Linked DNA regions of Mus musculus: regions 2, 3, 4 and 5 are each linked to region 1. A link is a contact called in public Hi-C, HiCAR-type and promoter capture Hi-C data. All regions are on one chromosome and are shown on one strand. The core of a region is the stretch at or near the end of the contact, and the rest is flanking DNA. Distances in the headings are between cores, read along the strand shown.

Region 1 (5,915 bases), core at 1,036-3,535:
TCTTGAGCTTTTCCGAGTCCTTCTCCACCTGGTTTCACTTCTGCTTCTTCACACTGCCCTGTGGGACACAGTGCTCCTCACTGCACTGTCAGGGAGCCTGTGATTTTGATTTTGATTGGTTCTATTACCAATAATATTTACTTTGGCCCTTTGATTCAGGTCGAGTCTTACAGAAAAAGACTATACAGTGCATAATTCCTCTTTTTTTAAAAAAAATTAAATTACCTGCACCGAAATCTTGGCTTTATTGCTGCTTACCACTTGTATGGTCATGATCACTGTTCATTAACGGATGTTATGATCATTGTGCCCACTGCGCAGGCTGTGACAAAAAGCAAATTTAGCCCAGGAAGATCTCTGGTTTATTTTATTGTGTGATTTTTTTTATTGATTTGCAAAACTTTTTATAATAAAGTTTATAAGATTTTTAAAACAAGAAATCCCCTGTCCATGATGGTATTACAGATATTTGGATACTGAAACAAAATGAGATTTCCTAACTTGTGTAAGGAAAATAAAATGAAAGTTTGTTTCTCACAAACGTAGTCATGTTTCAGGATCTTTTTCTTCTTCTATAAAATCATACATGAATCTCTGGGACCAGAGGGCATTCCCAAAGGGGTAACTTCAGTAGATGGCTCCTATTTTTCTCCTTGATCAAGTGGGTGAGTCTTACTGCTTCGTTGTCACACTCCTTCATGGGACCATCACCATAGCTCCCATACCTCTGGTCTCAAGTAACTCGGCGCTCCATTTCCTGAAATTTAATAACATCTCCCACCCAGGTGTGCGGAATATGTGTGTTGCCTCTTGGCCACAGCCTTTATTCAGCCTTTCTTCCCATCCTAAATCCTTATTCCTCAGTAGTCCCCTCCACACCAGCCTCTGTCAACCTTCCTTTTCTCTGATACATCCTCCCTGTGTCGGGTGGCTTCATAGAAACACAGTGATCTCTAGCTCCAACGTGTGACAGGATTGATCAGGTGAAAAGCAGTCCCGTAGAGGGGCTGTGCAAACGGCATAACAGTCCTGCAACGGCTAGGAAGCCATTTCTTCCACGCTACAGGAGCACCAGTCCCTCGGGTGGGTCCCACTTCTGACCATCCTTGAGAAGCAGTGTCTGGAGATATTTCCTCTGGGAAAAGCTGTAACGGCAGACTGCTACACCAAGATCCTCATTCTTAAAGCACTATTAGCACAGGAGGAATCCTGTCTAAAAGCAGTCGGTCGAATAATTCTAATCCTTTAAAAGCTAATAAATAAATAATTAAATAAATGAAGAGCCGTCTGCTCCGAGAGAGAGAGAGAGAGAGAGAGAGAGAGAGAGAGAGAGAATGAGAATCAGGCCTAGTTACCTTCTTTGAATGGAAAAGGCACCTGTGTATTCTCACAACTTAAAGGCAAGGAAAATGCGGGCAGTTAATTTCTTAACTAACCTTACCTCATCATATAAAAGTTGAACACCGTTATTTTACTACCCGTCTTGTAAAAGCAGTGCGCACCTGGCTCAGAGCCGCCAACAAATGGCTATTACTCTGCCATCATTGTGGTCTTTCTCTCCATCCTATCCTGCTTTGGAAATTTATTGGAGGGATCAGAATCTCTGTGGGGCTCCAGACTCTCAAAGTGTGCTTGCTTAAGGCGTGGTGGTATGTGATACATGGTGTGGGGTGGGGTGTGTGTGTGTGTGTGTGTGTGTGTGTGTGTGGACTTGTGTGTCCAGCCACAGAGAATCCTCAGGTTGACAGAAGCGTTACCGCCATCTGCTGCTGAATTGAGCCTACTGCGATTTGCAGGAAACTGAACCCGCAGGGGAAGAATGTTAATCAATCCTTCCCCTACACGGAGCCTGTGGGCTACTTCTAATCTCGCCTGTCACCCAAAAGGCCAAGCAAGCTGCTGTTTGGATTCACAGTGACCTGGCTAACAAAGATGAAGGCTCCAGCTACTCCAGCTACCTGGGAAGGGGACTGAGGAGCTCAGGAATGTGACCCCCTTGCATCGCAGGCGGGGAAGAGCTGGGGCAGGGAAGCAAAGGGGACCTCGGTAGGCTGCTGGGCTCCTAGGGGCTCCCCCAGCTATGCTTCTTGATGCTCTGATCGTAACGGCACCACTGGCTCCTTTGTTTCGGGAAAAGATCTATCTGTATTGGCCTGAGGCAGACTTTACCCCTCCCGCTTGCATCAGGAATCCTTTGCTTCTTCGCCGCGCCCATCCGTGGACATCCAGGGAGCAGGCGGAAACCTTACGCGGCTGTCAGCAGCGGTGATGGGTGACGCCAAGAGAGCAGCCGCTGGCGCCCGCCCTCCAAGCACTTCCTGCCGCGCTGGATGGCGGTGCGGGCTCGCTGGCGCGCACCTCTGCCCCCTCGTGGCACGTGCAAGCATCGCGGCTTCGCAGACGCCACAGCCCACCCGCACCCGAGGCGGGGCGGGGACACTGGAGTGCTTTTCATAGGGACTTTTTTTTTTTTTTTTCCTTTCGTTTCCATTCAACTCCTGGCATCACAAAAAGGGTTTCCAGGTTCACTCAGTTACTTATTAATGGCAGAAGTGAGGGTGGGTGAGGGGGATAGAGCGAAGAAAGGAAAGAGACTAAAAACATGTTTGCGGCGAGGAAAGAGAGGATTAGGAAAAAATTGAACGATGTTAAGAAGGGAGAGAGGCAAGGTGACAGTGACGAGAGACTGGAGTGACAGCAGAGGTTGTGGGAAGAATACAAGGAGCAACAGTTTGGGGGGCGGGGGGAGGCTGCTTCCGCTCAAGAAAAGGAGGGCGTGACATCCGGGAGAGGTAAAAGCTCATTTTGATGAAGTGAACCCTGTGAACATTTCAATATGCCTCTCTCCTAGTTTACATCCCATTTTGGTTGACAGCTGCTGAAAATGAGTTTCCATCTTTCTGTCTTGTTTTAATATTCTCTTGTATCCCACATCTCTGAGATCATTAGAGGCAGAAAACAATTATGTCATCCATCCCTGTGCCTGATAGAATCCTCAGGCACATGCTGGCTTATTAACTCCAGTCTTTCCCTGCCACCATCAGCCGCATCTTTTTGTTCTTCTTCTGATTCATGCACAGTCACACGCAATCTCTCCCCCTCACGGCTGATCTCTATGGACTCACGGACCCTTAGGGAAATACAAGTGTAGCTGCAAAGAATCCAATTGCATGTGACAAATACTTTTCCAGGGCTTCTGCCACCTATTCGTCAACAACAACAACAACAACAAAAAGTAAAGCTAACCTGTAAAAGCCACAGGGAGTCACAAACAGTGCTTCTTTGGAGTCACATCTGTAGCCCTTGACTCCTCCCTTTTGTCTTCTTCGACACAACAAAAGGAAAGAGATTTTGCTGGTTCTGTGTTGGCCTGATCTCCATGCAAGCTGTAAAAAAGGTTGAAAGGAATTTTCTAGACACCAGCCTTAGTCACTACTATTTTGCCAACACTGTTGAATTTGATTCCAAAATTGGAGAGGGAGGTCACATTTCAAAAGCCTGGACAGGATGATAAAAACTGTTTTGGCAGAAGATTAATCGTTGCAGATGGGTGTGGGCAGTGGTGCCCAAACTCATTTACCATAACAAATGGTTTCATGAAAATGTTTTGGTCAATACAGCTTATTTTACCACATTGTGGGCTGGTTGTAGGGGTGGAATGGGCATCTCCTGATTCAGTGTTATCAAGATTCTTTCAGAGGCTCCTCTCAGGAAGGGAGCCTCCTTCTGGACAGTGCCAAGGATACCTGAAGATAGAAATTCAGCTTGGACACAAGCCATTTTCCATTACAGCCAATGGACTGTGTTGCAGAAAAGCACCTTAAATGGGGGAAAATACTTTGGGAATCTGAAACCAACCAACCAACCAACCCCCCCGAAAAAGAACCCCAAAAGTCAAAAATAAAATAAAATAATGAAGGCTGAAAGCCACTGAAGTGTCTATAGTCTCGGTTTCTCTTAGTGTCTCTGTCCTTTGCGGGCTGGTGGCCACTTTTATGCTGTGTCTGCACCTGGACTTTCTGTTGAGCAGGGTGCTGGTTCATTCTTGTTGTTTCTTTGTTTCTTCCTCTTGTCTAAGGACAAGAGTCAGCTTGAAGACAGTTGTTTTCTGTTGTTGTTTCTCATCCCCTTGAGTCACAGGTGGTTGCGAGCTGCCTATGGGGCTATGTAGGTGCTATTACTAGAGTCTTCCGGAAGAGCAACTTGTGCTGAGCCATCTTTTTAGCCTCTTAGCCCTTGCTTATAACTTCCTCCTCAGTTCCTTCTTTAGAGTTTCTGCCTCCGCCCTCCAAATGCACTGACATACATGCAAAGGCGCTGGAGGTTAAGGTTAGGATATATAAATCCTAGGGGGTGCCACCTAGTTAGTATCACTCTCTAAGCGTGCTCAGATGGGTTATTGAGCATCTGCTTTCCAGATTTCACAAGGATAGAGAAGTCTGCAGTGGAGAAAAACCTCATGGTAGACACAAAAGACCCAGTAGGTCTGTGGTTACCCTGTGCAGATGGCTGTGTCGCCTCAAATAAGAGTTTTCTGAACTTGGGTTCCCTCAGTTGGGAAACAGACTAACTGCTACTGCTCCACCGTGGATTGTCTGTGAATATAATTGTGCCCAGACGCCTAAGGCAGTGAGTTAGGAGTCATTGTGGAAACCACCAGCTCTGCTTCACTGAGTGTTCTTCCCACAGCTTATCTTCCAAGTGGTAAGTTTCCCTTGTGCTGAGAGTCAGTGTAATATATGCGGGCAAGGTGTGGAGGGGCAACGATGTACATTTGGATTCCACTCCATCTCCTTCGTGCCACTACAACAGAGTAGTACAGACTGATGTATAATATATAGAAAGCTTTGGCCTCTATTTCTAGGATGAGAGTCAAAGATGGAGTCTCTGTTGATGTCTGACATTTAACTATTTGTTCTTAAGATATAATCACCACAGTTTTGGACCTGCCATACAAACTGTTGTTTGAGGGATAAGTTCCCAAACCATGTTTTAAGGGCAACACATTGAAATCATTGTAGGCAGTGGATAAGATCCTGAGTGCATTATGGACACGGACACACACATGTCAAGGATCCCAATGCCTCAGACCAATGGAAATGGCAGAGCCTTCCTCAAGTGTGGCTCGACATAGCAAAGCCTTCATCTGGTCCAAGTGTGAGCATCCAAATAGGTTTGGGTGTTCAATCTCAATCCCTCCTGTTTTCAAGGCAAGGGTTTTACTGGTGGAGCCATCTCCACTGCACCCCAATAGTTTGTTTAAATCGGCTTTCAATGGTTGTAGAGCTCTGCATCTCTGTGATACAGTTTAGAATTTCTTTGCTTTGTAGATTTCTCATCTCATCTGCATGCTAATCCTACTCATGAGTCATGGCTACGTCTTCAATAGAAAGTGTTGGTGGTCTGCCTTAATTCCATCTTACTCTTATTTTTTTTTGAGCATCCTCTTCAACTTGAAGCTGGAGTAAGCTACTGAAGAAGAGTGTGAGATCAGTACTTATCTTCCCTCACCACAGTATCGCAGCACTCAGAAAAGCACTTGGAAAATAACATGGACCAGAGAAGTACAGGAGTTGGAAGTGACTGAATAGGTAGTGTCTTAACAGCATGCTAGTCAATGCTCTAAACTCGTTTTCCTCGACAAGAGGCAAATGGGAAAAATTCTGGTGGAAGACAATGTGGATCTGAAAGGCAAACGAAATGAAACAAAACCCAAGCCAAATCAAAAACAAAAACAAAAAAACCAAAACCCCACAACTCTACTAATATTGAAGTCTCTTCTCTCTCTCTTTCTCTTTCTCTTTCTCTCTCTCTCTCTCTCTCTCTCTCTCTCTCTCTCTCTCTCTCTCTCTCTCTGTGTGTGTATGTGTGTGTGTGTGTGTGTGATATTCTGAAAGAGACTGAGGAAAATAAAA
Region 2 (5,915 bases), core at 864-3,363, 1.8 Mb before region 1:
TTTAAATAACATTTACTCAATGACTACTCTCCAATAGCCTTAAGACTCTATCTTTTCACTTCTTATAGATACTTTTAAGCTGTGAATTTCTCCAGTGAACCATGAAATATATTTTGGAATTGAAATTCTGTGACACAAAAGGGGAAGGAAGGCACTGTGGGTAGGATGGCTATTCTTCTATAGTGAGGCTTGCTACTTGATCCTTTAAATTTATGTTAGCACAGAGTCCCTGTGTGCCCAGGGTGGGGGTGGGGGGCTGCGTTTGTAACTGAGTTTAAGAGCCTAAAAAGGTAAGAAGAAACCCCTCAATCATTTATCACCTTAAAGGATCGTTTTCCAAGTGCATACATTCCAGGCTTGTATCTTTAAATTTTACAGTGCCTTCCTTGACTTGGCCTCAAGGCCAATGGTCAGACCTTTTGTATGTCCGAAAGAGTCATTGGCCATGTTGTATCTGAATGAAGGGATATATATGTATATATATACACACATATATACATGTACATATATATACATATGTGTGTGCATATATGTATGTACGTATAAGTACCAAAGGTGAGATTATCCTTTATATATCAAAAAGACTGAACAGTAATTTAGGAGAAGGAAGTATATAGGACATCAATGCTCATAATGAACTACTTTCAGTTTTAGAAGTCGTAAGATTATTATAAAATCTGGGCATTCCATGACAGATCAAATTGAGTCCATGAGTAATGCTTAGATTCAGCTTAGCAACACCCATGATAGAGGTGGCCCATCAGGTAGAAAATAATTAATCACTTTTCAGTAGCAGCTAACTTGTCTTGCTGGCAAATTATAAGCTGGACACAAACTTGCACTCAGCAATAAAGACTGGGGGGCATGCAAGCTGACCGGAGTTGAGAGGCGCAAGCTTGGGCTCTCGGGAAAACCACTCAGGCACTTGTGTCAGCACCAGTGGTTTGTGAAAATAAGGACTTGGCGACTTGACTTGAAATTAGCTGCGTCCCCCGGGATTTAGGAAATGTTCAGGACGTATTTATTGTTTTGTTCTCTAGCTGTCTTTCTAGAACACGCACATATATTTATTTTTATTGAATATCCATTGCCTTTAGTCAATGTTTCCTTTCCCTCAGTGTCACCAAAGCCAAATGTCATTGCTAACAATGTTTTTGAGACGCCTGTAGGGAATAAAAATACTGGCTAAAGGGAAGGGTTTCTCTTCATGAATCCTAACTAATCTCCCTGGGGCAGGGGGCTTCGGAGTAATACCTTCTGTTCTGTTCTGTTCTGTTCTGCTTTGTTTTGTTCTGTTCTGTTCTGTTCTGTTTTGTTTGTGATAAGAACATAGGAAGTCTCTGGCTGTGAGTTTGAGTGACTGGATTAGAAACTTCAGATTGTTAAATTTAGAAAAATGTTAACTGTCAAAGTGAATGCTTTTGTGGTTTCTCTTAAAGCACTTCACCATATACCTCAAAGATTACCAACGTCACTTTGTAGATAAAACACTAAATATGTACGTAGAATTAATGAGATCTTAATCTGTTATGTATGGATTGACTTCAATAAAACCGGAAATGTTTAAGTTGTCGTTTTTTCTTCTGTTTCTGCTTAAAACCAAACCAAAACCTAGAAAGCCTGGGGTAGGGAAAACCTGTACGTAGGCCCATAGTTCTTACAGATTTGTGCTGCAATACAAACCCAGAGGGGACTCTCTTGGGCAATTTCATTGCAAATGTGCAGACTACTGAATCAAAAGTACCACCGAGGCCTGGCTGGAAAGCAGCTCCATCCTCCAGGACTCGCGAGCGAGAACAAGTTGGATAAGCCGGGCTTGGGGTCCACAGCGGGCCTCAAGGGAAGGCGGGCGACTCGTGGGGTGGCACCTCTGAAGGCGGCCAAGGTGCGGATCGAACCCCAACGCCTGTTGCCGGCGCTGGAGGACCGCAGGCGACCGGCGGAACTCTGGCGGCGCGCGAGCGCCGGGGTCCGATCCCGCACCCCGGCGGCACCGCGAGGGCCCCGGCGCAGGTGCGAGGTGGCCCGGCCGGAGCGCGGCGGGGGAGGGGCCTCGTGGGCAGGCGGCGCACGTGCGGGCGGCGGGATCCCGGCGCCGGGGGCGGGGCACCCGGAAGCGCGCGCCGACCTGCGGAGCGGCGACCGGGGGCGACTGGCTCGCTCGGCAGGCGCGCGCACCGGCGGTGCTCACAGGTGGGCGACTCCGCCCGGCACTCCCGAGCCTGCCGTGCGGGGTCGCAGGCTCAGCCGCGCCCAGGGGAGTCGGTCCTCCTCCCGGTCCCCGCCTCTGTCGGGAGGGCAGGTAACTTCCCCGCCAAGGTCATTCTCCAGGCCCGCCCACGCCCTCGGAGCGGCGGGTTCGGAGTGGGCTGGACGGGCGACCTCGGGGCTGCTGGGGCTCCTGGCATCCCCGGGCCGGTGGGTGGTTGCAGCGCCAGGGCGTCGCTGCCTGCACCTGCGAGGGTGAGTTTCCACGGCGCGCAGCCTTGGGGTGGGGACAGCCCGGCCCTTTGAGCCGGCACCCTCAGGTGAACTGGGCCGCCCTAGCTCTGCTGTCCCGGGCCGCGTGGTCGGCTGTCGCCATGGGAACGGCTGGTGCCCAGATGTTGCTAGCCTAGCTGGGAAGGGGAGGGGAAGGTGCTCAGAGCCCCAGAAGTCAAGGAACCCTCCTGTCAGGCCACGCGGAGCCCGAAAAGCCTGATGAAAGCAGGACCCTTCCCCCCTTTTCATTTTTTTATTGCTCAGGCGTTGGCGTTAATGAGAAGCAAGGATGTGTTTACAGGATGTGAGTTGAGTTCTTGCCACCTTTACCTTCTGTGAGCTTCTTATGCCTCATGGTGACAGGTACAAATCCGTACACTAAAGGGCAATATGAAGCCAGTCAAAAAAAAGAAAACCGAAGAACCTGAATTGGAGCCCCTGTGCTGTTGCGAATACATAGATCGAAATGGGGAAAAGAACCACGTGGCTGCCTGTTTGTGTGATTGTCAAGACCTCGATGAAGGCTGTGACAGGTAAGCTTACAGTTTCCAGATGCTGACCCCACTGGTTCTGTTGAGACCTACATATGTATATATATTCCTTCAGGTTTGCCGTCCAGAATGCTGAGGTTTGTTCTTGCTATTCCAAAGGATCTAAAATAGAGGATTGGTTTTTTGCTGTCAGGTGTGAGGATTTTAACAGTTTTCATTTTAAAGGATCATGGAGGATAGTAGGGTAGATTAGATGTATATAAGAACGCAATCCAGCACACACACTGCAAGTTTAAATGGACACTCCAGAAAGTTCTGTATTTTCAGTGATCTTAGTAGGACCCATGCATGGGGTTGTTCTCACGTGGTCACATGAACTTGAAGGGTAAAAGATAGCTTCTCTGTTCTCAGTTCACCCTGTATTTCCAGAGAGAGAGGCCATGTACACCTTGTGGGGAGTGACTGTTTTTCTGTGTGTAGCAACACAGTCCTGGTTGGAATATTGTCTTATCTTTGGCCTTTACTTTTACCACAATCTCAGCGATGGAGATTGCTATCTAAAAAGAGAGTTTTTAACCTCTGTTAAAACCAGTTTGTATCAAGCAGCAATAAACTGCTTTTAGCCATTTTTCTAAATATATATATTTTAAACATCTGCTTATGGAAGGCATAAAGTGATAGGAAGAGGGATGTTGGAGACAAGCTTTTCCCAGAAATTGTCCCTTCTGGCTACACAGTCATGGTGACTGTAGATTGTTAATCAGGCCAAGAACAGCTTTGCATGGGGACCACTGCAGTCTTCTGTCACTCTTGACTGGTAAAGCCCATTACCTCTTTGTTCCTTGTCTCTTTCTATAGTATTTCTTTTTAAATAGGTAGCCTTAAATATAGCTTCTTGAGACTTAGTCTAAAATCCATCCTGAGGAAAATAGAGCACTTTGCACTAAGGAATGGAGAGTGTATGCCAGTTCCATAATGGCCATCATTCAGGAAGGACCATGGCTTTGCCACTAACTTTGCTAACTCTTCCTCTCTCCTAGCCCTTGGGGCCTGAGCTGTCCTGAGTTCTCTCCTCTGCCCTATCTTTTTTCCTGGAGACAGGCTGCCCTGTTCCCACCACTCCTACTACTCTCTGACTCCAGGTGATATCTCCCATTCACTTTAAGGTGTGTCGTGCCTTTAAAAAAAAAGCCTACAGTTATTTTTACCTAAACTACCTTTTCTTTCTCGCCTGTCTTAGTCCACTTAGGCTGCTGCAACAAAATACTTCAGAGTGGGTACATTACAAGTGATGGAAGTGGACTGTCTACGGTTCTAAAGGTGGAGAAACCCAAAGTCCAAGTGCTGGCAGATTTAGTATCTAGTGTGGCCCCTCTTCCTCATGGGTGGTATCTGCTCAGTGTATCCCCACCCAGCAGAATGGATGAAAACCCTGCCTTTCTTGGTCTTCTTTTGTGTGGATGTTAATCTCATCCACAGTGTGTTCTGTTGACCTCACACTTCCCAAGAGCCCCACCTCTGAATAAGATTGCACCGAGAGTTAGGTTTGAACTACATGAATTTTAGCCACTAATATTGGATCATTTGCAGTCTACCTCTGCCCCCTCCAAAGAATGTCTTCACATGAAAAACATACCCCGTACCTCCTAACAACCTCCAATATTTAATCATTCAAATGTCAGCACAGACATCTTAAGTTTCCAGAGTGGTCTGGGTGGCATCGAGTAAATCAGAAATGGGTGAAACTCATGAAGGCCTCTGCATGAAGCTGTGGGCCTGTGACTAACAGGCTGTTGGCAGTAGAGAGGTTAGGAGTGCTTCTTGCTCTTGCAGAGGACCAGGGTTCAATTCCCAACACCCACGTGAATCTACAACTGCCTGTAATTCCAGTCCCAAGGGAGCCAACATGGTCCTCTGACCTCAGTGGGTACGAGGCACACATGTGATACATGGTATATACATGTAGGCAAAACACTGTACACATAAACTAATAAAAAGTAAAGAAGAAATAACAGACTGTGAACTTTCAAAACACAATAGTGGGACATTCTTTGAAAGACATTCCCAGGGTGGGAAAGAGAAATGAGAAAAGGAATGGCACATCCCATACCCACAGGACAAATGACATGTGTGATGCAAATATCCTACCTTCCAGACACAGTGCTGAGCTAGAAGTATGGCTTTGCTCCTACTGTAGCTCTCATGCATTGGAGTCTTGTGGTTGCACAGAGCTTGTGGGTGGCTGGCTCCACCATCCTGGGTCCTGGTCAGTTCTTCCCCTACAGCTTTCCTAGGCATTGCCTGGTGAGGCTCTCTGCAGTGGTCCCATACCCACTGGTACACAAGGCAATGCCCTCATGAGGGCTCTGTGGTACTTCTTGGCCTCAGCCTTGACATTCTTTGGGACATTGTTTGACATCCACGTGGATAGAGTAATGCCTCCACAGCTCTTGTATTTTTTGGGGCTGTAGAACTGGGAGCAAATGATGCCACCCACATTTACCGCTGATGCCCTTGGGAGTAGAGGCCTCAGTAGTTTACATTGCACCTGGGAGTATCTGTGGGACGAGGAATGTGGGGAACAGAGATTTGATGTGGTACTAGGGAGTGGGTCCTGAAGTTTCATGGGCGTTCTGAGCCATTTTCTGTGAAACCATGCTGCCATTGTGTACCTGGCATTGGAGGCTTCTGCCTGGAGCACAGTCACACCCAGAGCTTTAAAGGGTCATCCTCCTGTGGTCTTGGTGCATACCCCAGGGCCCATCCATACTGATCTCAGATGCTCTCCTCCACACAGGCTTGCAGTTACTGTAAAGACAGGTTCAGAGGCCAAGAACTTTCCAAGTCTTCAAGTTATGTTTCCCCTTTGGTTATACATTTTTTTTCTTTAAAGTCAGTGTATGTGTGTTATATGTATTGTGTGTGTTTCTGTGCACACACACA
Region 3 (5,915 bases), core at 1,405-3,904, 1.7 Mb before region 1:
ATGAAAGATGTTAGAAAATCTAAAATTGAGGTGACATACAAAATCGTACAGGAATAGCAACAGTCACCTGTATGCACACTGGAGATCTATCATGACACCTGAGCCTTATGCTTCCTGTTTGATTTTGAAATGCCTTACCTTAATCCAGTGCCCCACATTATCAGGCTCAAATGAAGACTGTAGGAAATAGATACAAACTATTAATGCATAGCAATAGCTTCAGCAACACTACTGTCTTTAAGCTGTCTTCTCACTAAAGCATATGGAAAGGTAGCCTTCATCCTTTCCTCCCAACTTTTCACTGGCAAGTTCAGCACTGACTAGCAGGGAACGCGCATTAAACCACAGGAGAAGAAACAGGAGGCCTTGTCTGTGACATCCTTATCACTCCTGGCTACCTTGAGATTGTAATGTACTAGGTCTGTAGTCTAGGCATCAGCATTTTTTTTTTTATGTCTTAGTTCTCCAGGGCTAAGAGTCAACGTATAGAAGTATGTATTCTATATTCGGGTATAGAAACATTACTTCTCATGAAACCCATACAAACACTGTTTAGTTCACCTCTTTCTGCCATTTTCTGCTTAACGACTGTTATGGTCCTTTCTTTTCCTGTTTGTAGAAGTAGCCAGATGCCTTCCAGTCCTTCCTACACCTGAGATGTCTGATAAAACAGGAGTGGGGGGTGTGGAACAAAACTACTCAACTTGTACTGTTGTACCAAGCCTAAAACGAACGAAACAAATTAATCTCTACCCAGATCAGTCAGCTATTAACCTGAACTGAGAAATGGAGACCACAGGGAGCCTCCTCTGTTCTCTGACATCCAGAAGCTCACAGAACTCTAACAGCCACTGAGTAAGCAAGGGGATTTGCTTTGCAAAAATATTCGGGGTTTGTTTTTTTTTTTTTTTAAAACAACGGGACAAGAAACCAATCAACTGGCACAAGAAAGTTGCTGTAAAGGGTATAATATCCTCCCTCACTTACCTAACACTTCACCTTCATCTCACCTTACACACAATTAATGCAGCTGTTCTGTCTAAATAACTGTCATGGCAACAAAGAAAGAGCTGATCTTATTCAAACACAGTTGAATTTCAAGGCGCTCATGGATTTTACTTTATCCTCTAGACAGTAATAATGAGCACTATCAGGGGGGAAAAATCCCTCTTTTTGTAGTTCTAAGTTGTCCCAATTTTTTTTTTTTTTTTTTTTTTGCCTTGCATCATCAAATCTATATTCATATGCTATTTCGGGCCCCATCTATTATGCAATGGAGCAACCTCAGTTTCCACTCACTAATGCTCTGGCCTGTGCCCTCTGGTATCTGGAGCATGGTTTTCACTAAGCGGAATGTGCCCTGTGCACACAGCTGCTATATTTAGGATAACCCACAAGAATGATTACCTGGGGCCCCCACAAAAGCCACTCGTCTAAGAGGATTTTTTTTTCTTTTTACAGGAAAGTAAAACTGAAAGGTAAGAGCAGCTGGTGAAACTGCTCTGCTGCTGAAAGCTGAAGCCCCTCCATTTCAATACTCTCCTTTACATTTAAAGCATCTATTTTTGTGACTGTTAAGAGGTATTCTGGAAGGCACACTTGGTGTGGCTGTGACTTTGCATGGCTGTGACTTTTGTAATGTTCCAAGTTTTAAATGGTGTCTCTTTTATTTTTAATTACCCCCCACCCCCACCCCAATTCTTCCTCAACCTCCTGATGCCTTTAGGTGCTAATACACAGAAGAGGTAAGAGATACAGGGAGGCTCTAACTTTGAATGCTCGTGAAATTTAGAGATAACCATATGGATAAAGTATTGAGATACAACCATCTGGACTTCTGGGTTCATTTTAGATACCTTGTGTAAAACTGGAAAGGGAAAGATATAAGGGATAACGTCAGAGAATTTCGTGTGATGATTTTTTTTTTCCTTTTAAAGACCCCTTAACTCAGATTTGAAGGGGGCAGAAGAAAATGTGCGGAAAGTTTCCTAAAATTGGTGGCAGAGTAAGGATTAGGGGCAAATTCCCCTCACCATGATGGACACTAGGAGACCTCTCCATAGATAGAAATAATCCTTACAGGATGCAGCCCATCACAGTAGTGAGTACACAGACCCTTTGGCTCCTTAAATCACGCTACCTAGGGCTGTGCAGGCTCTAGGGTAGCCAAGGCCAGGTAAGGATGCCCCCGGGGGAAGAGTGAGGAAGCGCAGGGCGGGAAGCGGCTGGCTTCAGGACTGTGTGGCGCCTAGGGCCGGCCCATGTTCCTCAAAGCTCCCGACTGGGATCACCTTGAGATTCAGCTTCCTTGATAACCGTTTCCAGCGACTCAGCTCCATCTTCTTCTTTGAGGCGGACCCTCCCTGGGGCGCCAGCAGCACGTTTTGCACTCTCGGGCCTAGACTTCGGCCACAACAGAGACAACTGCGCCTCCTCCCAGACTGCTTTCAGGTGGTTCTGGGAGTTGTAGTTCTGCCACCTAGCAGCTAGACAGGGGTCAGACATTCCGGAACTACTACTCCCAGGAGGCGTTGCGCGGGAAGCTTGCTTTCACGCTGTTACTATGGCATCGGCGGAGGTCACTGGGCTTCTTTAGCAGGGCCTTTGCGTAATTCTGGCGCTTGGTGATGACGCAGAAATTCCGGATTGGCTCTGCGGCGGAGACCGTGGTTTAGTGGGCCAAGGGTTCTACGAGTCGGAACACGTGTTATCTCTTGCGAAGAGTTTAAGGGTCCTGAGGGTGCGGAGTTGTGTTATCAACCGGTGAGTGTTCCTTTTCCTTGTTGAGGGAGGGTGAATAGCGCCCACTTTTTTTTTTTTTTTATTGCGTTGCAGTCTTGTTCCCACCTCGTCATTACTTGGTTTCTTGTTGGTCTAGGCTTTTGCCAGCTCCGAGTCTCCCAGTGTGATTGCCAGTTACAGTTCAGAAAGAAAAGGACCTCCGTTCTCCTGGCCTCTGCCAGAGAATGAGCTTCTCAGCTGCAAGTTTTTCTGAGTTTAGCAGTTACTTGGGAAGCTATACGAATAGGAAAGTCTAGGGCTCCTGGGATGGCTAATGGAACTAAGGGAAAATTGAATCTAAATAGCCATGCCTGGATGTTGTCATGAACAGCCCACTGAAGGCGTGTGTGCTTTCAAGGCAGGGCAGAAATTCAGAACTGGAGCTTTGGACCCGGCCACTTGTTGGCAATTCAGCTTACTTACTGGCAAAATGGGATTGTACCTAAACCCTGGGAGTATTGTAATGATTGAAAAAGCAACGTGTGTAAAACATTCTGCCAGGGAATCTAAACCAAACTATAAACTGGTGGAAATATGATAAGGAAAGCTGTGCCCCATAGACCTAGCACCTGCCCTCTAACTTGAGTGTGAACCAGTAAGAACATTGTTGAATGGGCTGTGTTACGTTCAGACTTTCCGCTGTCTCAATGGTAGTTAGTTCTTTTGGAAGAGTTAGTTTCATGGCGATTTTTTGGAAGGTGTGCCTATTTTTTCCTGAATGAAAAGCAGAGTTCAGAGAAGTGCATATAATACAGTGTGTGTCCATTTTTGGAGAACAAGTGTGTTTAAATGTTTGGATGAGTCTGGAGAAAGGCTGTCAATTTGGAGAAGATGGCTTAGAGGTAGAGGGGCAAGATGGGAAAAGAACAATTACACTGTAGCAAAATGGGAACTATCACAGTTAATATGGAAACATTGTATTTGACAAATTTCAGTTTCTTTTAAGCCACTAGCCTATATTATAGCCTCTAAAACTAATACATCTATAATTCCAGTAACAACTCTGCCAGTTACTACTGGTAACTGTCTTAGTCACTGTTCTGTTGCTGTGAAGAGACACCATGACCAAAGCAACTGTTATAAAAGAAAACGTTTGATTGAGGGCTTGCTTACAGTTTTAGAGGTTTAGTCCATTATCATCACAGCAGGAAGCATGTTGGCATGCAGGCAGACGCCTGAGCAGTAGCTGAGAACTGCATTCTCATCCATAGGAACAAAGAGAATTGGCATGTACTTTTGAAACCTAAAAGCCAGTGACACATTTCCTCCAACAAGTCCATAACTCTTATCCTTCTAATCCTTTCAAATAGTACAACTCCCTGGTGACTAAGCATTCAAATATATGAGCCTGTGGGGGCCATTCTTACTCACACCCCACAGCGACTTTATTAGCTTCACTTGACTAGTTTATAAAATAAAGGTGAGTAGGGTCTGTGTTGTATTTGTTTTGAGGGTTAATGTAGTTAATGTATCAAGCATGGTAAGTACCCAATAAATGTAACTACTATGATTGTTAGGCCTTTCAATGGATGAAGTTACCATTTGCTTTTTTTGTTGTTGGGGTGGTGTCTCATTCTGTAGCCCTGTCTGGCCTGAAACACACTCTAGAGTCAGGCTGGCCTCAAACTTAACAGAGATTTGCCTGTCTCTCTGCCTCCCAGGTGATAGAATTAAATTATGTGCCAGCATTCTCTGCTGGATCCTTCCTTCCTCCTTTTCTTTGTTTCTTAAAGGTTTATTTTTCTTTTCTGTGTATGAATATTTTTGTGTACATGTATATATGTATACCACAAGTGTGCATGGTACCCTCAAGTGAGAATAGGAAACCCGATCTTCTAGAACTGGAGTTACAAGTGATTGTAAACTGCCATGTGCTGACTAGGGACCAGACCTGGTTCCTCTGCACCAATAGCAAGTTCTTTTAACCACCGAGCCAGTTCCCCAGACCTGCATCTTATATTTTTGATGTGCCTCATTGGGTTTATCTCTTTCTTATTTATTTTTTTAAACTTTCATTGGATAATTGGATATTTCTTCAAATTTCTTCTGTATTTCTTTCTAACAGGTTTGGATAGCATCATCCATTCCCATGAGGGATATTTCCAAACTCTTAACACATGTGCCTAATAAAGTTTAGTATTGTTAGTGTATCTCTCTCTCTCCCCTACCAATTAGGGAAAGAATTTTAAAATATTGCGACATCCATCATTTCTGAATCAGCTTGGTGCATCGAATTGTTTGGAAGTTCTTCATAGTCTCTTTCTATGTGTACATAATTGGTAACTTTATATGGGGAAGGTGGGAGAGAAATGGATGTTTAATATTTACAAATCTCTATAGTTCCCCCACCCCCCAAATTGATCATCTCACACTTGCTGCATTCAGTTGCCAAATTTGGGACATCTGTCCATAAAGATAATCCATTCAAACAACATATAAAAATAAAAATTCTTTCTTACTGACAGATGAAGGCAGATTGGCATTAGCAGTGTTAAGGCAGGGAGTTGTCAGAAATACAAATTTGCTCACTGCCTGTCAGTTTTCCCTGCATCCTAAGGTCCTTCCTTAGGACCCCTAAATACTTAATCTGTAAGAGTGAAAAGGACAAGTCCTGCAATATAAGGGACTCACAGTAAGTAGAGGGGGCGGGCCACGGTGATAAAAGCAGATGAAACCATTTGATGCTGTTGCTTGGGTCGGTGATTACATCACTTCCAGATGATGTTTTAAAAGTGCCCTGTGGTTGCTGGAGGCTGTTGTGTAGGTACAGCTTTCTAGTGGATACAATGGGCAAGAGAAATCCTTTGATTTATGCATGGTAGCTGTTTCTTCTCAGCAGCTGCCATAGCCCGGTCATTGGCACATTATTTAAAAAACAAAACAACTGTGCACATGCGTGTACATTTATGTCTGTATTGAATACATTAATTCATAATAAAAACTTGTATAGAAGAAGGTTACAATTAGAAAAATGTATCTAGCATTGAACAGTGATTGAGGATAGGAAACACTGGTTCTTTGAGCTCAGAAAAAATGTTCTATGTTTTTTAATGTTGGTAAGACACATTTTTCCAGGGCCAGCAAGATGGTTCAGTGGGTAAAGGTGCTTGCCACAAAGCAGTATGAGCAGTGTT
Region 4 (5,915 bases), core at 1,316-3,815, 1.5 Mb before region 1:
AAATGCTCTAAAATGTCTTCCTTGAGCCCTTCATAAAAATTATTTTCATAATGGTCCTTTCTAACGCTTTGTTCATACTTATTACACCGCCTTTAAAACCACTTTATCTTATCTATACTTACTTAGTCCCTTCATTGAGATCGTGTGTGTGTGTGTGTGTGTGTGTGTGTGTGTGTGTATTGATCAGAGAGTCCTCCAACTTTGGTGAGCATAAGAATTTAATAGCAGCAGCTGTAGCCTGTCAGGCACTTGCTGGGAAGGCCATGGCTGGGAAGACTGTGGGGTTCAAGCGGACTGGGTCCTAGCCCCCTCACATTGTTGAGACCTTGGATTCGGGAGCTGTACCTCAGAGACCAGGAATCTGTGTGTTTTATTAACTATGGCCCAAATGACTTTGATCTGTGTAGCCGGAGGTGCAGTCTTCTTAACTGTGTAGTAGATCTACGGCTTGTCTGAATGCGGTGAATGGTTTCAACTTCACTGAAGTATAAATCTGAATCCAAGAGCTTTGAGCTTGGCCTGTGGGGGCCCATCAGCTACCTAGTGAGTGTCGCTAACTATCCATTGCAGGGCCTCAGCTCAGCTCAACAGAGCTCCTGGCATTTTGTCTCTGTTTTTCTTTTACTGAAAATAATTTTCTTCCATACGGTAAATTCCGATTACAGTTTCCCCTCCCTTAGCTCCTCCCAGCTCCTAACTCCTCCCCACTTCCCCTCCCATTGGAATCCACACCCTTTCTGTTAGAAAAGAGGCATCTAGTGAATAATGACAAAATACGATAAAACAAAACCAATGGCGTTTCAAATCAGTGACTCCATCTCCAAATAAGAGGCCCAGGAACCTCTAAACTGGCGCATTGGGGACTTGGATTCTGGCGGATGTCAAAGGATGAGTCACCAAATAAGTTACAGCTAACATAAAAGCGGTGGGGACACCAGGAGGAGCCGCTGTACTTCAGCTCATTTTGCAGAGGAGCTGTGGGAAATGTGTGGGCTTCTAGCCAGAGGGCCTGAGCAGGACTCCCGATGTTCTTAGCTACTTGCTACCTGGCAAAGCAAACAGCTTAGGTTTCTGAGTTGTGTGTTTCCTCTGCTCCTCACTAAGGCCGCAGCCCTGTTGAAGACACAGGGCTGCCGTGAGACTCGGGTGACTTAAATACATGAAAACGCTCTTCCAACTGTGGCGTTCTGAGCAGCCATTGCCTTTTCACTGTGTAGAAACATGTCTGAGGTGTTGTAATGACAGAGTGTACTATCGGGCAATGGTGTGTGTGTGTGTGTGTGTGTGTGTGTGTGTGTGTGTGTGTGTGAAGGGGTGGGGGTCGCGGTTGGGATAATTCGTTTAGAGCTAGCAGCTGAAATGGAAGGCCAGAAGCAAACTGGCACACAGGTGTCCGAGTTTGCTGTTCTGACAGCGTGTGCTACACACTTACTCGTTTGCTATGAGCAGCAAGTTGGATGTAACTGGAGATCTGGGAACGCCAATCTTCAAGAGAAGACACAGTCAAGCATGAATTTGATATGGTCAAATAATTTCATTTAGGATTTCAGAACTCTCATTATAATTAGACCTTAGTCAACACCATTGAGATATGTTCAATTTTAAGCCCCAGAAAAAAATAATTGTCACTAGAGAAAGGGCTTTGAGAGCATATGCAACGATTTATTCCCCTTTAGAGAATTTTAACAGTATCTATAGAAAGTATGAGGCTGTGTAGATTTTTTTTTTTTTTTTTTTTTGCTTTGTTTGGTTTTCGAGACAGTGTAGCCCCAGCTGTCCTGGAACTCACTCTTTAGACCAGGCTGGCCTTGAATTCAGAGATCCACCTGCCTCTACTTCCCGAGTGCTGGGATTAAAGGTGTGCGCCACCACGCCCAGCCAAATGATGCAGTTTTTATGTGATGAATTCCTTGTTGCTGCAGTAGACCTTGGGCAGTCCTTGCTCCTCCTGTAGCAGAGCTCTGTTTATTGGCTGGAGATTTAGTCAGAGGAGCTCTGGAATTTAGCAGGAGACATGTTTATGTCTCATGGTCAAATACTTATTCAGAATTCTAGAATTCTCGAGCACCTCCTGTATGTCCAGCATAGCGTGGGGTATTAGAGAATCTGATATGCCCCAGCTTGTAACTCATTCACGTCAGAGGCAGAGGGGGAAATCCCATCTTTGTTATTCAGTAGAATGAGGTAAAACCAGAGGTCAACAGACCTGGTATAAGGATCACTGTGCTTTTGTGACTTTATTCCCTTAACCAAATCTACTGAACCCTTTCCTGTATCAGGCACACGCTCTCCAGAGCTTACGTGATGGTGGCAGCCTACAAAGATAGTGAGACTCCACCAGCCATGGTGGCATGGGACTGTAATCCCAGCCCTAACAAGGCAGGAGGAGCACAGGTTTGAGGTCGGCCCATCTCAAGAAACAACAACAAACAAAACAAAACAAAACAAAACAACAAAACTGGAAGAGATGATGAAGTCCCCTAGGCAGAGGTCAGTAAAGACAGGCCAGGCAGAGAACACAGGGTACATACCAACCCGACAGCTCAAACCCACAAACCACAGGCTAGCAGGAGAGACAGCCTTGGGGGCGGGACAAGGTGTGGGGGCGGGACCAGAAGGTTCCTGTGGGCTCCACCATAGACTTCTGCCTTTCCGTCAAGTGGAAGAGGGCGGGGCTGGAAAGGATTTGTGGCAAGCAGTAGATATAAAGAGATGAGTGCTTTTTAAAATTGTGGCGTTTTAAAATAGCCAATGCTCTGTTTGCATCTTCCTCGAAGGATCCGTAGGTTGAGGTGTGGGGGTGGGAATACAAAATAGTGGATTTAGGGAGGTAGGTTAGGGACTGTGCAGTAGCAGTGGAGGTGAGAAAAATGATTTTAAAAATCAGACACAAGGTGGTGGTGGTGGTAAATAAAGAGTTGGGCAGAGCTAAGACTCTGAAGGAGCAGATGTGTGGGAAGGAAGCTGTCTTGTTTCTCCCTACGTTCTTGTCACTTCCAGTTCTATACTTTTAGATCTCTCTCTCTCTCTCTCTCTCTCTCTCTCTCTCTCATATTTATCTTTCCAACTTACATTCCAGTGGGGGAAGTGATTGGATTTTTTAAAAGATTTATTTAGTTTATGTATGTGAGTACACTGTAACTGTCTTCAGACACACCAGAAGAGGGCATCAGTTCCCTTACTGATGGTAGTGAGCCCCCATGTGGTTGCTGGGAATTGAACCCAGGACCTCTGGAAGAGCAGTGAATGCTCTTAACCGCTAGGCCATCTCTCCAGTCCCCTGGACTTTTTTTTTTTTTTTTTAAGCAAAATTTGTAGCACAGTGTGGCTGTGTTGACATACTACCCGTGGCAAACATTGAAAGAGTTTGAGCACAGGGTTTGAAACAACTCAGTCAAGTTGTCTCACCTCTCAATCCACAGAATTGCCACCTAGAAAACTGGGATACAATGGCATCTGGCTTGTTAGGCTTCCTTTAGAGTTCAGTGAGGTAGTAAATACAAAACCATTGACACAGAGCTTGGTTTAGTGAAAACGCTCAATGCTGTCACTTGTCACAGATTCTAGTTGGAAAGCCGTATCAATTACGTGTCTCGTCACTGTAACAACATACACGACAACAGCAACTCGAAGAAAGATGGGCTTGGATTTTAATATTTATTTTATTTCTGGTTATGTGTGACTGTGTGGTAAATGCCACACATGCTGTGGGTACCGAAAGAAGCCAGAAGAGTGAGTCAGGTAGACCTGAAGCTGAGTCACTGGCAATGTGGATGACTTGCTGTGGGCTCTGGGAAGTGACCTCAGGCCCTCAGTCACTGAGGTGTCATCTCTCTAGCCCTAACATGGATATTTCTCATTTGGGAGTATTTCTCAGAGAGGATGAAAGCAAGAAGCTAATAACTACAGTTGAATATGCCTATAAGCTCCCAGAATGTCCATATAGGCCATGTGTTGTTTCTATAGATAAGTGGAGGCTAAGACAACAAATGCTTTCCCAGGGAGATAAGGTTCAAGTTATGCCCCGTCCTTTATGGCTTTATAGAGTCTTAGCAATCCGGATTAGAGGTTTTCAAATGGCAATCTACAGGCTAATGGGACTCAAAATTGTCACCAGTCTCAACAAAATGTGGACTAAAGTAAATTTAAAATATCTCCCCAGCTTTCCATTATGAAACGATTATTGTGCCAGGCATAACAATCCTAGTTGTGCACATCTTTAATCCCAGCAGTAGGGAAGCAGCCCTTAGAGTTGGAGGCCAGCCTAGTCTACCAAGTTTCAGGACAGCCATGGCTACACAGCGAAATCCTGTCTTAAACAAACACACACACACACACACACACACACACACACACACACACACACACAAAAGACACAGAATAAACCACCACCAAGAAAAAACTGCACAGTTTTATTATCAAGAAATTCTTAAGGCCAAAAATGAAGAGAAAGGTTTATTCGGGAGAAGGGAGGAGGAAGGAGGTAGCCATGAGTTCTGAGCAAGGTGAGGAATGGCTGAGCTGCCTAAAGTAGGTACATCTGTTTGGTAGAAAAAGGAGACAGAGAAAGGTTCCCCCAGAAGGGATCCCAGTGTCCCTTTTACCCTGGAGATTCGGCGAAAGCTAAATTTCTCCTGAGAACTTTATAACAGGGAGTTGCTCTCATTGGAATTAAGGCTAGCGTTCCCACAACTAATATAAGCTGAGAAATCCCAAGATGGGTACTGAAGTTATTCTGGGTTGGGTAGTGCCTCTAGGTGCCTGGTTAAAGCAGGCACCAATTTTCCCCGAAGGCAGGGGCATTGATCCCAGGTCTCAAGGAATTTCTGGAACCTCATTCCAATGAGCAGCACACAATGAAAGTCACAGAGTAAGTGAGGGAGAATCAAGAACCACAATCAGAACTGTAAAGAGCTCAGTGGGAGCTGGAGAGAGTACTGACTGCTCTTCCAGGCGACCCACAGTCGAATCCCAGCACCCACGTGGTAGCTAACAACTGTCTGTACCTCCAGTTCCAAGGGATCTGACATACTCTTTTGGTCTTTGCAGGCACCAGGCACAGCCACGGTGCACAGACATGCAGACAGGCAAAACCACTCATACATCAGATATTAGAAACTTGAGCATAGCTACGGGATGGAGGAGCCAGCCCAGCACTTGGGAGTGCTCAGTGCTCTTCCACCACTGGACCTGCCCCACGTGTCTCATTATCATGAAGTCTTCCTCTGATAGATCCCACATGTTTCATGAGAGCATCAGTCACTTCTCAGTGTTTCCTTAAAATGGTAGCGGGAGAAGAGGTTTGGTCAGTTCAGGTCATAGGAAGCAGTAACTTTGCACTGTCTGTCATATGTATGGGTGGTGAGTTCTACCTTGAAATAGTCCATGGATGTTCTTCTACTCCAGTGTCACTGTGACAAGCCTAGACGATGTCCCTAACCCTAACCCTTCCCTCTAACCTGGATCTCCTGAGTGATAACTTTTTTGAATGACTGTCATGAATTCCTAAGACAACCAGCCACGCCCATCACCCACTGCCACTTTCAGAATTATTGTAAAATCATTGTCCCTATTTCCTAGGATGGCTACCTACCTTTTTAACATCACAGGCAGATGTTAACCACAGGAAATGCCAACGTTTTTGTAGTCTTCTTTCCCAGGGTAGTGAAACCTGCTTAGTCAACACTTACACAGCCCGGGTACAGTGATCAATGACTCTTCCGAGAACAAGGTCCTCCAACGGAGCTGTGTTCTCGTTACCGACCCAGCTGATATCTCATTTCTTCTCACAGTTCACTTTCCAGAGCTGATCCCCAACAGCCAGAGTGCACATGTCTCATCACACGCCTGCCAACTTCTTTTGCTAAATGAGAAAACAACATGTACAAGAAAATACATCTTCTTCAGTGTAACTC
Region 5 (5,915 bases), core at 1,193-3,692, 1.2 Mb before region 1:
CTGTGATGGCTCCTGGTGGTAGACAGGGTTCAGACAGAGGCTGGGTCTTGGGGGACTGCTGGGAGTCGTCTGTGGGCTGGCAATACTCTTAGGTCTTCCTTGATGCCTTCCCACAGGTTCCTTATTCTGCTAACTCCTAACTTATCCCAGCAGTTTCCAGGAGAATTTCCTTTGCTCTTGTCCAGTTCCAAGGCTCACTGGGACATTTCTGCATCAGCAGGCCTTCACTGAGGCCCTGGCCCACAGAGAACTCCCATCAGGCCAGGCTCACAATGTCCCAAGTGCTCTACTTTGCATGTTTGTTACAACTCTCAGTCATGTGCACTGAGGATCCTTGCACTGGCTTACTCATTCCGTGAGAAGCTTCGGGGCTGGGAACGCTGTCTTCCACTTTCTTAGAAACCTTACACTTAATAGTGAGGCCTATAAATAAAACAAAACCTTAAATAGTTCTGACTTCACCTTCAACTCATAACTGAACCCGACTCGGGGACTGAAGAGCTATTTTCTTTCTTTGGTCTCATCAGATATGAGTGTGTCAGGTTACTGACTTGGGTGAAGCTTATACTCCCATAATGCACCGGATGCCAGCAACCTGCTGCACTTTAGGACATCTAGACTTCCATATAAGTTAATTCCTTAACTTTTCTTGCTCTCAGAACATCCTTTTATTTATGGAACATATCTAGAAAGAATAGAGTTTATAAAATAAACCATCTGCTAAACAGACCTTGAGAAAAAGTAATGTTTGAAAATAGCAAATAAAACTTATTGGGGTATAAAAGCTAAATTAAATGTATTAATTTTCTCATCTTTTTTTCTTGGGAGTGGGTTGAGATGAAGCAGGGTCTCAGGTAGCCCACACTGGCTCCAACTCACTATGTAGTCAAGGATGACCTTAAACACTTAGTCTTCCTGTTTTTATATCATAGTTTTGATATTGCAGGTGGTACTAGGCATCTAACCCAGGGCCTTGTGCAAACGAGGTCCTAACATTGCACGAGGTCCTAACATAGCCTTTGCTCCACTTTATTATCTTTAGAGTTATTGTGGGAAACTGTATTCAATTCTATTATATGGGGGGGGGGTTGAGAGGGAGAGAGAGAGAGAGAGAGAGAGAGAGAGAGAGTAAGATACACTTTTATGAGTTATCCTGGGGTTATTAGCGCAAAATCACTCTCATACATTCTAAAAGAAGAACTTGACCCATGATCCCTCCACATACTCTTCCCTGTACACTCTGGGAATTCAGGAAGCCATCAGAGAGCCTCTGGGACTAAAAAGGTTCAAACAAGGCACACCTGAATTGTATTTAATATTTTGTCATAAGCAGTTAACAGAATATACTCAAATTACCTTCACTTTCCTCTTGCCTATATTCCTATTTCTATGCTCTTTTCTTGATGTTATATTATTTATAAAGATAAAGATGAGTGACAACTGATAGCAAAATAGCTAGATCCTTTAAATAAACAGATGAAAACAGATGTGGTTCATGGTTTCACAAAATGGCTAGTAAATGGAGATTCCAGATGGATCATGCTTTAGGCTAAGTATTGAAGGATTCTTAGTATTTCAAAAAAATAGATTAAAAAAGTCATTTTAAGCAGAGTAAACAGCATAACCACAAAGGTTATTGCTCGCTAGGGATACTCAGTCATCTTGTCTGCAAAAGGGGATAGTGAGGCAGCATTTGCGGATGTGAGCAGGCTTGGGTCATGGAAGAATGTGTCAGTCAGAGAATATTGCTGTCAGTAATCATAGTCTGAAGAAAGTGCAGTCAGCAACCACGCTGCTCCCCCTCTGAAGAGACAGCAGCAAAGCAGAACACTCCACCACAGATTCTTCAGGCTCCACAGGGAGATGCTACATCAGTGGTGGAGGCAAAGTCCTATCTAATGATCCCTCCTCAGCTGATCGCCATGATTCATCTTTTGAGGTTAATCATATCACAGGATTTGGACAAGAACCTCACCAGCTCCTAATCATATCAGCACTAGTCCTTCATTATCAATGATAACAATCTTCAGCCTTGCTTCCAGGTGGATCGTAAGAGTGGCTCACAGAGGAATCGTGAGCAGGGTTAGACGCCACAGACACATGTGACAAAGGCTGCCATGACTTATTAGTCACATAGCTAGTTCACACCCCAGGGACAGAGACAGTCCTCCACTGCAGGGGTCACTCTAATAAGTCTCTTGAAGGTCCCTGCTGAATGTTAGGAGTTTCTCATTCCTGTCATCTTAAAAATGCCTCTTTCCCAGCAGCACTTCCTTGTTTGCTTCATATAATCCAGTTGTAGTTTTCTTTTGCTTTTTTAGGAACAGTCTTGTTCTGTAGACCTGGCTGGCCTAAGACTTTTTATGTAACTCAGACTGGTCTCAAACCCACAGCAATACTCTCCGGCCAGCCTGTCTCTCCTTTTCAGTACTCTACTGTACTTCCTGTTTCTGATATGTGCACTTATTCATTTCCCTGTCCTATTGAATTCCACAGTTAGCTTTTGAGTAGGCATTGCGTCTCCCTGTGGTTTTACTCAGCATTGTATCTCCAGCATCTCCAAGGGTTGTTAAAGAGGATTTTTAAAATGAAGGCAAAGTAAAGAAGGATAAGGAAACATTAACTGGGTATGGAGAAAAGCTTTTTGTATAAACCTCTCCCCAATCTTAATACTTTAAAGTTATCCCAAACTCATGAAGTAACTTTGCTTACTATTACAGGAACAGTAGTCATATGTCTGTGTGTTAGAGATCTAAGAATGATGGTAGAGGAAACCCATACTGCTCCTGGATGCATAGTTATCCTCAGCCTCCCACATGTAGGCATACGCTAGCATGTTTCATGAAAAATTTCACATACAGTCAGACAGACAGATACACACACACACACACACACACACACACACACAAAAGCGAGCGAAAGAGAGTGCAAATTTCTGTATGTTCAAAAAAATAATTCCAAAAGCAAATTTTTCAAAAATAGACAAGATGGGAAATTCTGAAGCTTATATAGTTATTATTAACTGTATTATATAAATAGCAAGAAGCCAGTAGGAATAAAAATTTGAAGTCAATAGAAAAAGAAGGAGATGAACTATCCTATAGAAGACTATATCAAAAGATGCTTAGTAGCAGATAATGGAAAAATGAAAATTAACACTACACAGAGATACCATTTGCTGTCAACATGATTGGATCAAATCATGGGGTTTAATGGTATTTTTGGATACTACTAATAGGGTACAAGAAGATCTAACCCTGGTTGGGTCACATTCTCAAAATTTCACAAGGGTACATCCCTTCAACCAATAATTATACCTTTAAAATTTGTCTCAGAGAAAAACCTGCACATCTATCATGTATGCAGCAGAGTACAGCTTGATATGATAGGAAAAATTTATCAGTGGGGACAGCAGAATGAACAGTAACATATTTATATATCAGAACACCATGCAACCAAAACAAATATGCAAAAAAATGCAGTGGTCCAGAATGATCTCCAAAACACAGTGGAGACTGTGAGATGTAGCCTGGAAGGCAGGACTGAAAACCGTGAGTGGACTGCCTCTGTGAGAGGGGAGCTGAAGGCATACCCATGACTGAAGAGGCCACCAAAAGGTCACATCAGCAATCAGCTCATGAACTGATTACATAAGGAAGCTGCTCAGGACAAACAAGGAACTGGGGGGAAAGAGACAAGAGACAAGGCTTTTCATACAGTTTTGATGAGTCTCTCTGTCTCTGTCTCTCTGTCTGTGCATGCGTGTCTATGTGTGAAGATCAGAGGTCAATAAAAGGTGTCTTCCTCCATCACTCTCAACCTATTTGACTTATTTAGAGTCTCTCGATGGACCTGGAGCTCAACCCTTTGTCTAGAGCACCTAGACATCTCCTGGGAGCCTTTTATTTCCACCTCCAGAGAGCTGGAGTAGATGTGCTTGCATGGTGCCTGGCTCTTTATGTGAGTTCTGCGGACGTGAACTCAGGGAGGCATGTTAGCATGGCAAGCAGTTTACTGGCTGAGCCCTAGTATTTACTTTTGAAATGTGACAAATATTGATCTTTCTTAGAATGGGGAACAAAATACCCATGGAGGGAGTTACAGAGACAAAGTTTGGAGCTGAGACGGAAGGAGGGACCATTCAGAGACTGCCCCACCTGGGGATCCACCCCATATACAACCACCAAACCCAGTCACTAGGCAGATTCCAACAAGAGCTTGCTGACAGGAGCCTGATATAGCTGTCTCCTGTGAGGCTCTGCCAGTGCCTAGCAAATACAGAAGTAGATGCTCACAGTCATCCATTGGACGGAACACAAGGTCACCAATGAAGGAGTTAGAGAAATACCCAGGGAGCTGAAGGGGACTGAAGCCCCATAGAAGGAACATCAATATGAACTAACCAGTAACCCCAGAGCTCCTTGGAACTATACCACTAATCAAAGAAAACACATGGTGGAACTTGTGGCTCTAGCTGTGTATGTAGCAGAGGATGGCCTAGACAGTCATCTATGGGAGGAGAGGCCCTTGGTCCTGTGAAGGTTCTATGCCCCAGTATAGGGGAATGCCAGGACCAGGAATGGGACTGGGTGGGTTAGGGAGCAGGGGGAGGGGGGAAGGGATAGGGGATTTTCAAAGGGAAAACTAGGAAAGGGGATAACATTTGAAATGTAAATAAAAAAATATCTAATAAAGAAAACCAACCAAACAAAAAACCAAAAAACAAAATCAAAAAACAAAACAAAACAAAACCCCCAAAACAAAAAAACCTAAAGAGATCTTTACTGGCTTGGTGAAGACAGGATGGTGTCTCAGCTCCAAAGGGTTCCCATCAGTCTTAGCCACTGTCAGAGCTAACATTTGGTGAGTGTGCTAAAGCTTTATTTGGCCTCGTTGGACTACAAAATACCCCCACTCATCCCCTTTCCGTTTTGTAGAATTCTATGGTGCTATAAAACAGCGGAGCCATTCTATGTCCTAAGGAATTATCAGTCAGATGCTAAGGTGACAGTAACATGCTCAGCCTGAGAGCTGGGTGAGCCCTCCTGAGCGGCCTAGGCTGATTTCTCACGGTCTGTTCTGGGTGTTGAATGAAAAACAAGGGATGTCCACTTGTTGCTATGTAAAAAGAAAACCACACTTTTTGAGGAGTTTAAGTATATGAGATTATTAAAAGTTAGTATTTCTTACTAATTAGGTAATATTTATCAAGCTTCTAAGGCACTTGTGTGATGGTTTTAGTATGTGAGAAAGGTTAATAATGTGGGCAGATTGTGACATCCAGCTGATGATGTGTATCAAGTACTTGAGGGGACCCTAAAAGAGAAATTGCCTTCACTAGCAGGTTGTAATTAATAGTCATTTACCAGCAACCCATATTTGGTAATAAGCCACATCCTCACTTTCTGGTAGAAATGAGAGCATCACTACTTTAATCAGTTTCCCACAGGTTTCCTCATGTTGTAGTCAGAGTACTGCCTGTAACAATGTAGACATCAGGAAAAGGAGGAGGCATAAAAGCACCTGTTTGATTTCCCAGTTTCTCTGTTCCTTTACAATTCTAGTAAAAAGAAAACCAGTATGCTATCCATATTGTCAAAGATTTCCATCCTGAGTTCTGTTTCTACCTTAGGAGATGATTTCAAAAGGAAAAATTAGGGATGAAGGGAATATTGGATTTTTTCCATTCATTCATTCATTCATTCATTCATTCATTCATTCATTCTAACCAAATGCCTAATATGTCCTAAATATTTTGCTAGCATTTGTAATAACAAGATGAAAGACACAGTCTCTGTTTTAAAATATTTCTGTGTTGTAAGAAAAAGGAAAAATAAATATCCAACTAATTAGAACATAGAGTGATAAGCACTTGTAATTAAGTTGAGCATCAATCTCCAAGGGAGAGCAGAGGT

The links. Promoter capture Hi-C pulls out the DNA fragments that hold promoters and counts their contacts. Hi-C and Micro-C count contacts between places; a contact is called where the count stands out from the background. HiCAR-type assays count read pairs that join an accessible place to other places.
Region 2: a contact with region 1 is called in a promoter capture Hi-C map of second pharyngeal arch cranial neural crest, with 7 times the contacts expected there. The contact joins the promoter of Zdhhc23 here to the enhancer-like site in region 1. A contact is called at or near these places in 12 of 39 promoter capture datasets (the 3T3-L1 cell line, the C10 cell line, cranial neural crest and 7 more) and 1 of 115 datasets of contacts at active chromatin or transcription factors (astrocytes).
Region 3: a HiCAR-type map of fibro-adipogenic progenitors shows a contact between it and region 1, with 11 times the contacts expected there. The contact joins the promoter of Qtrt2 here to the enhancer-like site in region 1. A contact is called at or near these places in 10 of 39 promoter capture datasets (the 3T3-L1 cell line, cranial neural crest, frontonasal cranial neural crest and 6 more), 4 of 115 datasets of contacts at active chromatin or transcription factors (embryonic stem cells, fibro-adipogenic progenitors, large pre-B cells and 1 more) and 2 of 9 other capture datasets (adipose tissue and liver).
Region 4: a Hi-C map of the N1E-115 cell line shows a contact between it and region 1, with 6 times the contacts expected there. The contact joins two enhancer-like sites. A contact is called at or near these places in 1 of 15 datasets of contacts at CTCF or cohesin (stem cell-derived epiblast-like cells), 2 of 484 Hi-C or Micro-C datasets (the N1E-115 cell line and pre-pro-B cells) and 3 of 115 datasets of contacts at active chromatin or transcription factors (a colorectal cancer cell line, large pre-B cells and stem cell-derived neural progenitor cells).
Region 5: a Hi-C map of the N1E-115 cell line shows a contact between it and region 1, with 13 times the contacts expected there. The contact joins two enhancer-like sites. A contact is called at or near these places in 2 of 484 Hi-C or Micro-C datasets (the N1E-115 cell line and nephron progenitors) and 2 of 115 datasets of contacts at active chromatin or transcription factors (embryonic forebrain and embryonic stem cells).

Annotation. Positions count from the first base shown.
Region 1 is chr16:42,186,736-42,192,650 of GRCm38.p6, reverse strand. No RefSeq gene overlaps it. Among named protein-coding and RNA genes, the nearest start is that of Mir6540, 110 kb to the left of the region's middle. Within about 2 kb of position 2,285, at least 265 of the 459 cell types and tissues checked have an H3K27ac peak or open chromatin away from gene starts, as enhancers often do. A contact at or near this core is called in the N1E-115 cell line, astrocytes, a colorectal cancer cell line and 4 more, where this site is marked.
Region 2 is chr16:43,976,007-43,981,921 of GRCm38.p6, reverse strand. It overlaps Zdhhc23 (zinc finger, DHHC domain containing 23), which reads left to right and starts at 2,113. Exons shown (of 5, transcript NM_001007460.2): 1 at 2,113-2,463; 2 at 2,746-3,014. The coding sequence starts at 2,872. Gramd1c (GRAM domain containing 1C) reads left to right here. Exons shown (of 17, transcript NM_001359085.1): 17 at 1-1,572. Gm46552 (a long non-coding RNA gene) reads right to left here and starts at 2,049. Exons shown (of 2, transcript XR_001781930.1): 1 at 1,684-2,049.
Region 3 is chr16:43,886,415-43,892,329 of GRCm38.p6, reverse strand. Qtrt2 (queuine tRNA-ribosyltransferase accessory subunit 2) reads left to right here and starts at 2,654. Exons shown (of 9, transcript NM_001356329.1): 1 at 2,654-2,763. Ccdc191 (coiled-coil domain containing 191) reads right to left here and starts at 2,428. Exons shown (of 16, transcript NM_027801.1): 1 at 2,292-2,428. The coding sequence starts at 2,339. Gm25989 (a small nucleolar RNA gene) reads left to right here and starts at 5,516; the gene lies at 5,516-5,648.
Region 4 is chr16:43,695,776-43,701,690 of GRCm38.p6, reverse strand. No RefSeq gene overlaps it. Among named protein-coding and RNA genes, the nearest start is that of Tigit, 35 kb to the right of the region's middle. Within about 2 kb of position 2,565, at least 124 of the 459 cell types and tissues checked have an H3K27ac peak or open chromatin away from gene starts, as enhancers often do. A contact at or near this core is called in the N1E-115 cell line and a colorectal cancer cell line, where this site is marked.
Region 5 is chr16:43,377,843-43,383,757 of GRCm38.p6, reverse strand. All of the region lies in intron 4 of Zbtb20 (zinc finger and BTB domain containing 20), which reads right to left. Among named protein-coding and RNA genes, the nearest start is that of Gm9968, 17 kb to the right of the region's middle. Within about 2 kb of position 2,442, at least 15 of the 459 cell types and tissues checked have an H3K27ac peak or open chromatin away from gene starts, as enhancers often do. A contact at or near this core is called in the N1E-115 cell line, where this site is marked.